2 separate regions of the Triticum aestivum genome follow, and region 2 is linked to region 1. Evidence: chromatin contacts called from public Hi-C data. All regions are on one chromosome and are shown on one strand. The core of a region is the stretch at or near the end of the contact, and the rest is flanking DNA. Distances in the headings are between cores, read along the strand shown.

Region 1 (5,036 bases), core at 257-2,756:
CATAGCCAATCTATGAGAGAGAGTTGAGTGTTGGAGAGACTATCATTTGAAGCACAAGAGCAAGGAGTTCATCATCAACACACCATTTATTATCTTTTTGGAGAGTGGTGTCTTCTAGATTGGTTAGGTGTCGCTTGGGATCCTACGATATGATGTGGACTTGAACCAAGAAGTTTGTAAGGGCAAGGAGATCGCCTACTTCGTGAAGATCTACCCGAGTGAGGCGAGTCCTTTGTGGACGATGGCCATGATGGGATAAACAAGGTTGCTTCTTCGTGGACCTTTCGTGGGTGGAGCCCTCCGTGGACTCGTGCATCCGTTACCCTTCGTGGATTGAAGTCTCCATCAACGTGGACGTATGATAGCATCACCTATCGGAACCACGCCAAAAATGTCAGCGTCTCCATTGTGTTTGCATTTTCCTTCTCCCATCCCCTTTACATTCTTGCACTTGCATGCTTTACTCTTTCCGCTGCCTATACTCATGCTATGCTTGTGCCAAATATATTGTGAGCCCTTTAACATGTGTTAAACTCAACCTTAACTTGAAGAATTATAAAAACTTCCACTTTTGATTGTTAAGGGTCTAATCACCCCCCTCCTCTAGACTCCTCTTCTCGATCTTTCAGCTTTGAACCATGACAGCCACGGAACCAATAAATGGTGTGCAGTAGGACTCCATTTGCGTCGGTGTGGGAGGCTAGTGGCTGCTACTCGACTAGTTCGTCTTACGCCACCAAGTTCTGGGGTAGAAAGGTGGTGCCGACGACTGATTTCATGTGGAAGTCCAAGGCCCCTCTCCTGTGTAGGTTCTTCACTTGGTTGGCACTCAAGAATATATGTTGAACTTCAGATCGCCTGGCACAGCATGGACTTGATCACGAGGAGGCGTGCCCGTTCTGTGACCAAGAGGAGGAAACCATACGACACATCCTGCTTGACTGCGTGTTTGCACGGGACATTTGGAGTGTGGTCAGTCGAGCCATGGGCAAGCGGGAATGGACCCCAACTGGAGGATCCACCCTCCCGGAGTGGTGCCATGATAAGATCGGGACGGGTTGCAATAAGAAAGATACACGAGCAATCATTATTCTTGTCATGTGGGCATTGTGGAAGCATCGAAACTCGATCGTGTTCGACGGGCAACACAGTCGAGAGACCATGTAATTTCTAAATTAGAGGGTAGAACATGGAAACTAGTTGAGATCCTTAGAGGCGAGGTGGATGCCTTTCTTGGGGTATTGACAAGTGGGCTATCGCGAGTCGATACGACTTAAGAGTATGTGGATGAGGTTGGGTTCATGTAACATGTAACACCAACATAAAGGTGTTATTTTCTTATCTTCTTCTTCTTCTTTTTTTTTTGATAAAATTATTATCTTCTTTAATAGTACACACACGCGTGTGTATTCGACGGAAAAAAAACGTCGCTTGTGCACCGGATCTCTCAGATCCACGGAGCTGGCACGTTCGGCGCATGGTGCTTCACTTGGCTTCATGACTTTCTCCGAGAGAGAGAGAGAGAAAAAAAGCAAAATCCGGCTCGGACGAGCTGAGCACGCTCTACGGCCTTCTAGAACCCTCCTCGCCCTTCCATAACAGAATAGAACATCGCCATCACCTCCTTCCATTTCAGGCTTCCAGCCTCCGATCTATACCCCGATCGAGCCTCGCCGGGCGGAGGCGCTCCCCATGCCACAGGCCTAGCGGCGTCAATCTCACCAACCCACACCCCGCCGCCCGCCATGTTCGGCGTCGTGTTCCCGGACCACACCTTCCCGCTGGACGCCACCGCCTTCGCGCAGGTCGCGCCGGCCTCCTGGCTCCTCGACCTCTCCACGCTCTCCCTCCCCTCCGCGCCCCGCTCCGCCGTCGTCTTCCTGCTCCCGCCCGCCGCGGCCGCGCTGCCACCGGGCAAGGCCGTCGCCGTCTACTACCAGGCGGCCGCCAACCGCCCCTTCGCCTTCCTCGGCGCGCTCGGCCCCGCGCGCCCCTCCGCCACCTTCCAGCTCCCAGAGGCCGGGGACGAGCCGGAGCCCCCCGCCGGGCCCGCGAAGTTGGGCGTCGCCGTGGAGGACGCCGCCGCGCTGCCCTCGCCCCCCGACGAGCAGCGCGCCGAGCGCGTCGCGCTCCGCGTCGGCGAGAACCTCTTCAATTTCATGCAGTCCTTCTGCGCCGCCGACGGCGGCAAGCTGGTGGTGCCCACGGATATTCTGGACCGCTGGTTCCGCAAGTTCCAGGAGAGGGCCAAGAAGGATCCCACCTATCTAAAAAGCTTTGACTTCTAAAACCAAAGCTTTAGGTATTCCTTCTCCTACTCTCAGTGTATTGGTTGTTCTATTCTTAGGTTCCTTGGGTGCGAATTGGTACAGGAATGCTTAGCCTCATTGGGTCCCTAGTAGTTTCAGATCGTGATCTACAAGAGGGGGAGATGTCCTAAAAAGTGTAGTGTTCTTGGACCTCTTAGTTCGTCAGCTATGCGATCTGGTGTTAATTTTCATTGTTTGTGCGAGTTCATGACGTTGGTTTCAGCATAATGTGAATATGCCCCGGTGAGATGTGTACTGATAGAAGCTTGATGTTAAATATTATCCCTTTATGGAAAAATGTTGTGCTGAGATTAAGCACATCTTGTGGGAGAGAGATTGGAGATTGAATGTTTGTGCGTACTGACGTGTAAACAATTTGGAACTACCAATTGCTTTAAATCTTGATTTAGTATTACAACTGAACCTAATTTGAATTGGATGTCAGCATGAAGTGTATGACTTGAGGACCTATTAGATTCTTCGTTACTCATCTTTACTCCAGCAAATATAACGCCCTAGCCCAAATTTGATTAGTGCCTACTGTGTATTACCCCTTCCAAGGGTTGATGTCACCGGCAACATACAACTAACTGGCAGATGCAGCATACTGCTAACTGGGAGATGTCTAGGATCACGCATCAGCACGCGCGTGGTGTCGTTGCCCTTCAAGAGCAACACTCACAGGTGGCCCATGCAGAGAGTTTGCTTTGATACAATCAAACTCCATCCGCCTAGCCTGCCAACCACCATGACCCCTCCATACCCTGAACTAAACCATTCAAGAAACATATCCGTGGAGCAATCTTGAGTTAAGGACATACTAATGGAGAACCACGGATAGACACGCAAGCGTAACTACAGCACCTTGATAAGAAAGTGAAAAACCCATCTTTAAAATCTAATATTCAGTTCTTCTCAATCTCTACTCTTGTCTCTACTCTTATCTCTATCTATCTACTCTTATAAAAAGCAGAGTTGGTGATGATGGTGTGCCTGCCATCCTGCAATATAGGCCGTCCAATCTATATCTAACGGATAGGAAGGAAACTATGGCAATTTACCCGCACTCCTCTCCACATTTGCAGATAAGGCCTTCCCTCGTTCATCCTTTTCTCCCACAAGATAAACTACTCATACAAATGCACCTTCATGTTCCGTGCAACGCACGGGCATCTTGCTAGTAAATATAAATGTCCGATGGTTCCAACATAAATTATACAGTACCAATCAAATTGAACTTGTGCAAAATATGCTGCCAAAAAATTATTTGATTCTAAATTTACTTAATTACCAGCTGGTAGTTGGGCACAAAGGAATTTATTTTTGCCATCCATGTTGAAGTATGGGCATATCATTTTTTACAAACCTTTAACGTACTACCCAGAACAAATGGAGTAATTGGGCCATCCGGGAGTGAAAATCCTATCTTTAAAATTTAATATTCAATTCTTCTTGATAAAAATAAATGTCATATGGTTCCAACATACAATATACAGTACCAATCAAATTGAACTTGTGCAAAATATGCTGCCAAAAAATTGTTTGATTCTAAATTTACTTAATTACCAGCTAGTAGTTGGGTATAAAGGAATTTATTTTTGGCATCCATGTTCAAGTATGGCATATCATTTTGTCCAAACCTTTGACATAGTACCCACAACAAATGGTGTCATTGGGTCATCCGTGGATAACAAAGTTGTCCTGAAAACCCACAACAAACGGAGTCATTGGATCATCCGCGGATAACAAGGTTGTCCTGAAAACCCACAACAAATGGAGTCATTGGGTCGTCCGTGGACAACAAGGTTGTCCTGAAAACTTATGTGGGCCATGAGCCAGGCGAAGAAACGGCATTTTGGTTCAGCGTGCCCCCTCCAAAACTTCCGTGGAGAAAAAGAAGGGTAGAGCGTCTGAACTGAACGGTAGGCAGACGCCACGGAGTACACTCCAGACGCTGTCCACACCAGGATGTTGTCCTGACCGGCCGCTGTGAGCTGTATGTCCTGCATGCAAGTTCGGAGCTCGACGATTTCTGGCAGGTGCTGCGGGGTGGGAATGTTTTGCAGAATTACATGTTAGATTGTTAAATATCTGTCCTCCGTGTCCCTATACATAAATGAGACTTGCTGAATGTTGGAGTTTTCTCTGGGCTTGGTACCATTGTCGGGTAGGGTAGACATCTGGGGTATATAAATATGTATGTCAATCAGTGCGGTAACCTGTTCATCTTCTTTGTCTCCTTACAGGAGAGACCATCTCAAAATTTTGGCATGATCCTATATGAGGATATGTTTTGCCTACCCTGAGTCTTATGTATTCAACTGGATGTTATGGGTTCAGTACATATTTAAAACAAAGCACGCCTGAATTTTCTTTAGTTGGAATCGTGAACTGGTTTGTTCTGTGTGCTTGTGGCATATGATTATTTGAGTGTGATCAAGTGTTACTACTTTTCCAATCTCAGTGCAAGCATAAATTATGCACCTTCTGCAAACTGAAAGTGTCTTTGCGCCTTAGCTTCAGAAAAGGAAGGCAGAAAAGTGTGCTTTTGTTTTGGCCACTGTCTGGATAGGAAGATGTGAACTAAAAACAGGCTAAACTATGAGACTTTCACAAGCTTACTAAAATTTCTGTTCAACAGATTTGTGCCAAACATATTATTTTGTGTGTCTATTTTTTTTATTTGGTATAATGGACCATACGAGTTTATTTACTTCGTTTGGCTGT
Region 2 (4,850 bases), core at 954-3,453, 490 kb before region 1:
AAACCATTGGTGAGCAAGTGCTATCATAATGTCCAAGGTATTAAGGTAGAGGCACACAAATAAAAATACTCGGTTCAGCGCACAGTAACACCAGATCGGAACAATGAGAAACTATCAGGCATTTTACTTGCTTAGATCCATGGAGCACAAGCTTAATAGCAGGTCAAAGATAAGAACCGCATGAGTCATGCGAGTATTTCATATATAAACTTGGCAGATGTAAAGAAATACCAAATTAAATGATAACTAGCCCTAGAAGAGGTAGCGATTATCTTTCAACTTTAATGGAGAAAACCTCTACATGAAGCCATAAACATCCAGGTCATAACAGACATTGAAGCATTAAATGCTAACTAAATCAGAAAAACTGTTGCCATTACACTACAACTTCTAAATTGACATGACAGATACAGACAGACTTCCTACTTCACAGCTGAAGCTCGAAATAGGCATGTAAATTAAGTCCAGGAAACTGAACATGGCTACAAGCTACTTCTAAAGATGTCTACAGATTGGCAAGAGCAGGTACAGAGAATAACTCAGACCAAACTGCAGCGTTGGAGCCTACAAGGCAATCAACATAGCATGTCTCTTACCTGATTGTTACAAACTTGTTTGTGCCATGTTTGGCCCAGAAGGTCTTCAAGTCAATTGGATTATTAAGGTTGTACCCTTCACCAGCTAGCTTCTCAAGAACCTTTTTGAATGCACCTTGGCTCATCTTCCTTCCAGCAATACGTGCGCCCCGGCGCTTTGTGTTCATTGGCAGCGGATATGTCGAAATAGAAGTTGTGCAGCATGCAGACTGCCAGCCACCTGCACCCCACCGGTAGCATTGCTGGGGAGCTCCAGTGCATGAGCACACAGGTGTTGGTATCCTTGAAATGTCAAAATCAATACCATTAATTACCATTTCCACAGGCTTAAGAGGACCCCTGCTTCGGGGTGCACGGGCCTTGGGTGCCCCATCTTCGCCTGGAGTAGCAACCTTCTTAGGTTTCTTCGGCTTCGGCAACTTAGGCTGACGACCTTGCTGCCTCTTCTTTACCAGAGGCTTGCTTCCGACCACAGAATGCTCTTCAACCAACGGTGGGGCAATTTTTTCCTCCTCAGGCACAGGAGGCTCCTGTGGCTGCATCATCTGGAGAGTGTGCGCACCACGCGCATCTGGCATCATCCCAAAATCTGTAGGGTGGTGATGCACAGCATGTCCAGGATGTCCAATATGTCCAGGAGGCCCAAGAGGAACAGCATGAAGGACCTTCTGCTCACGGGAATGTTGATGCTGATGCTGATGCTGCTGTTGATGTTGGTTCTGGTGGTGGTGCTGGTGCTGATGCTGATGCTGCGAGGGGTGCATCCAGGCCTCGTTGCGCACAAAGTCCATGTGAATAGCCGGCGGCTCGGTGGGCATGCCACCAGAGGGTTCGCCGTTACCATAGTCGCGGGGATGATGTGAATGCGGCGGGTGGTGCGGGGCGTTGTGGTGCTGCAAGAAGGTGCCGTTGGGGAGCAGCGGCTTTGTGTCCCGGTGGCCGCCGGCCACAGATGGCATCAGCTGCAGGCCGAGGTTGCCTTTCATCGTCTCATAGAAGCCCCAATTCCGAATGCTCAAGCTGCCGTCGTCGTCCATCTCGGCCGGCCCTGAACAAACGAATCGAAATCCAAGAAAACCGAGATTGGAACGAGAAATGTGCTCTTCTTTCGGGCTCTGGACGGTCAGGCTATCCCCACCATTGCATTCCAGACACCAATCCCTGGAACCTATTTCAGAAAACAAGTCGAAAAAAATTCAAGGATCCGTAAGCAGGGGCGGATCTAGATGGTGCGCACCGGCACACCCAGAAATTGCGATTGGTGAGTGGGATTTAACAAATCTCTGATTGGAACAACCCTCATACCTCAAAACCCAATGGCCCGAGATTGCGGACGGGGCGGGGACAGCAGGGACGAAATTCGGCGACGAGGAAGAACGGGGACGGCGATGGCGGCGAGGCGCGTGAGAGGGGCGGAGGGGATGTGGGAGTGGGGGATGGGATGGGGTGGGAGTGAGGCGTCGGCGGTAACGCAGTGCTACGGCAGGGCACGTCGTGGCACAGTCTAGGAGAGATGGAGCCGCCTAGGGTCGGATTGGTTAGGTCAGGAGGGCCGAGGCTCGGGGTGAGGAAGACGAAAGCAAGGTACAGGACGGTCTAGAGAAAATGGCATATTTCTTTCTGCATTTTGACACAAATGCCACGCCTTGGATAAGGACCCACGTGTAAGCGGTACCGAAATGGCGCTTCGTCAAAGCCAAACTGCCGAGTATCTCCAACCGAAATGTGTAAAGTTGAAATGTATGATCGAGTAAATACCACGGAATTACAGCAACAGTTAGATTTCCTATCTTCTACTCGGAATTAGAGCATCTACAACCAGACGCCTCAAACACTTGGACGGTCGGCCGGTACCGGACAAAAAAAAATACGACCCAACCGGGCACCTCAAATCGGCCTCAAATGTCTGGGTTGACCGACACCCCTCATATCTAGCCCAATTCTAAGGCGGATATGGGAGGCCCGGGCGCGTCCGCCACGTCGGATCCGGGTCACATTGGCCCACCTCGACCCCACATATATTCGTCCCTATCTGCAACCCGGACCAAACCCTAGCCACTCCACTCTCCACTCCCCCTCCCCCTCCCTCCTGCCCTCAAGCTCACTTTCAGCGAACTCCGGCATTCTCCGGGCATGACGAGCAGCGGGTCCGAGTCCTGCGTCAACCAATCTACGAACTGGGACTTCATCCCACTCGGGCCCGAGGAGGAGATGGTCGTCCGCACTGCACTTCACCGCGCCCGCGAGGAGAATACCCGGCAACGGTTAGACTCGATCCGCCGGGAATCTGTCACCTCCGCCCAAATGGCGCCTGGCACGCGGCGCATTGTAGCTGTCGAGGCGGTGCGCTCTGTCTGGCGTCCAAACGTCGTGGCGGAGCGCAACCCCTTCATTGGCGCGCCGACAATGAGGCCATCCGTGGCCCCGTTTGCTGAGGCTATGGCGTGGTGTGCCCACCGTGCGAGGCAGAGGGTGTGGGAGGTCGTGACAGCCCTCGCGGCGGATGTTGGCGAGGCGGAGTGGCACTCTCTGAGCCGATACGAGTGGCCCACAACCCCGAGCATCGCAGTCGCGTCATGGTGGACGTGTCAGCCTCCCTTGAACAGGACAGATCCATCGTCGACCTCACATGGATCGGCACCGTGAAGGCTCTGGACTCCAACGAGGAAGAGTAGGGCGTGGAAGACGGCTGCACCTTGAGCCCCGTGAGCCGATGTGTGTCCCATGTCCTACTCTACCTCGCCGGTGATCGGAGCAAGACTTTGAGGGGCGTAGCCGGTTCTCGGATATGGGCACGGCGGAGACGAACGAGCTCCGCTTAGATCAGGTTTCACGTTGCATGTAATTGTATGGATTTGAGGTTCGTAGTTGATGTATCCGGTTGTGGAAATGATTTTTTGAGGCGTGACTGGTCAATGTCCGGGGACGCGCCCGGGCGCATCCACAAGTGTTTGAGGGGCCAGATTTGGTGTATCAGATTGTAGATTCTCTTAACTCCCACGGTCGACTTAGGGTTCGCTCACGAGCTTCGCTTTTTTCAGGAAGAAAGAGCAAGCGATCTCGCACAACCGCCAAGGCGTCTCCTTCGGTCGTTGTCCTCTGGCGACTCCCCTCCACCGACGACCTCCGTCGTTGGTGGTGACGGGGGTCACCGGATCCACACGTGTGGACCGTTTAGCTTCAGGTTTTAGGCCCTAGTAGCTTAGGTTTTTGGTCGTTCATCGTTTTGGCTTCAGTGGTAATGACAACGATGAATAAAGAAGCTTCATATCCTTCCTCGACGAGGCGATCGACCCTATGGTTAGGGGTGAATTTGGAAATCAGTCTGTTCAAGCAAGGATGGCGTGGTAGCAGTGGCATCCTCGTGGTGGACTTGTGTCCTCAGGCTTCGTTGTTGTGACAATGTTTGCTCCAGCGTCGACACAGAGCTTGGGAGGTAGTCCAGGAGCGGATGCAGATTGTGGTCTGTGATACGTCTCCAATGTATCTATAATTTTTTATTGTTCCATGCTATTATATTATCCATCTAGGATGTTTTATATGCATTTATATGCTATTTTATATGATTTTTGGGACTAACCTATTAACCTAGAGCCCAGTGTCAGTTTCTGTTTTTTCCTTGTTTTTGAGTATCGCAGAAAAGGAAAACCAAACGGAGTCCAATTGACCTGAAAATTGACGGAGATTATTTTTGGACCAGAAGAAGCCCACGGAGTATCGGAGATGGGCCAGAAGAGTCCCGAGGCACCCACGAGGGTGGGGGCCCGCCCTACCCCCTGGGCGCGCCCCCTACCTCGTGGCCGTCTCGGAGACCCCCCTGACTTGTTCCCGACGCCAAAACCTCTTATATATACCCAAACTTCCAGAACATAACCTAGATCCGGAGTTCCGCCGCCGCAAGCCTCTGTACCCACCAAAAACCAATCGGGACCCTGTTCCGGCACCCTGTCGGAGGGGGGATCCCTCACCGGTGGCCATCTTTATCATCCCGGCGCTTTCCATGACGAGGAGGGAGTAGTTCACCCTCGAGGCTGAGGGTATGTACCAGTAGTTATGTGTTTGATCTCTCTCTCTCTCTCTCTCTCTCTCGTGTTCTTGATTTGGCACGATCTTGATGTATCGCGAGCTTTGCTATTATAGTTGGATCGTATGATGTTTCTCCCCCTCTACTCTCTTGTAATGGATTGAGTTTTCCCTTTGAAGTTATCTTATCGGATTGAGTCTTTAAGGATTTGAGAACACTTGATGTATGTC

Evidence for each region. Hi-C and Micro-C count contacts between places; a contact is called where the count stands out from the background.
Region 2: a Hi-C map of leaf shows a contact between it and region 1, with 4 times the contacts expected there. The contact joins the promoter of LOC123098124 here to the promoter of LOC123098123 in region 1. A contact is called at or near these places in 2 of 5 Hi-C or Micro-C datasets (both in leaf).

What each region holds. Positions count from the first base shown.
Region 1 is chr4D:391,670,408-391,675,443 of IWGSC CS RefSeq v2.1, reverse strand. It overlaps LOC123098123, which reads left to right and starts at 1,506. Exons shown (of 2, transcript XM_044520015.1): 1 at 1,506-2,302. The coding sequence starts at 1,746. The coding sequence ends at 2,288.
Region 2 is chr4D:392,157,674-392,162,523 of IWGSC CS RefSeq v2.1, reverse strand. LOC123098124 (protein Barley B recombinant) reads right to left here and starts at 2,203. Exons shown (of 2, transcript XM_044520017.1): 1 at 1,902-2,203; 2 at 248-1,764. The coding sequence starts at 1,633. The coding sequence ends at 593.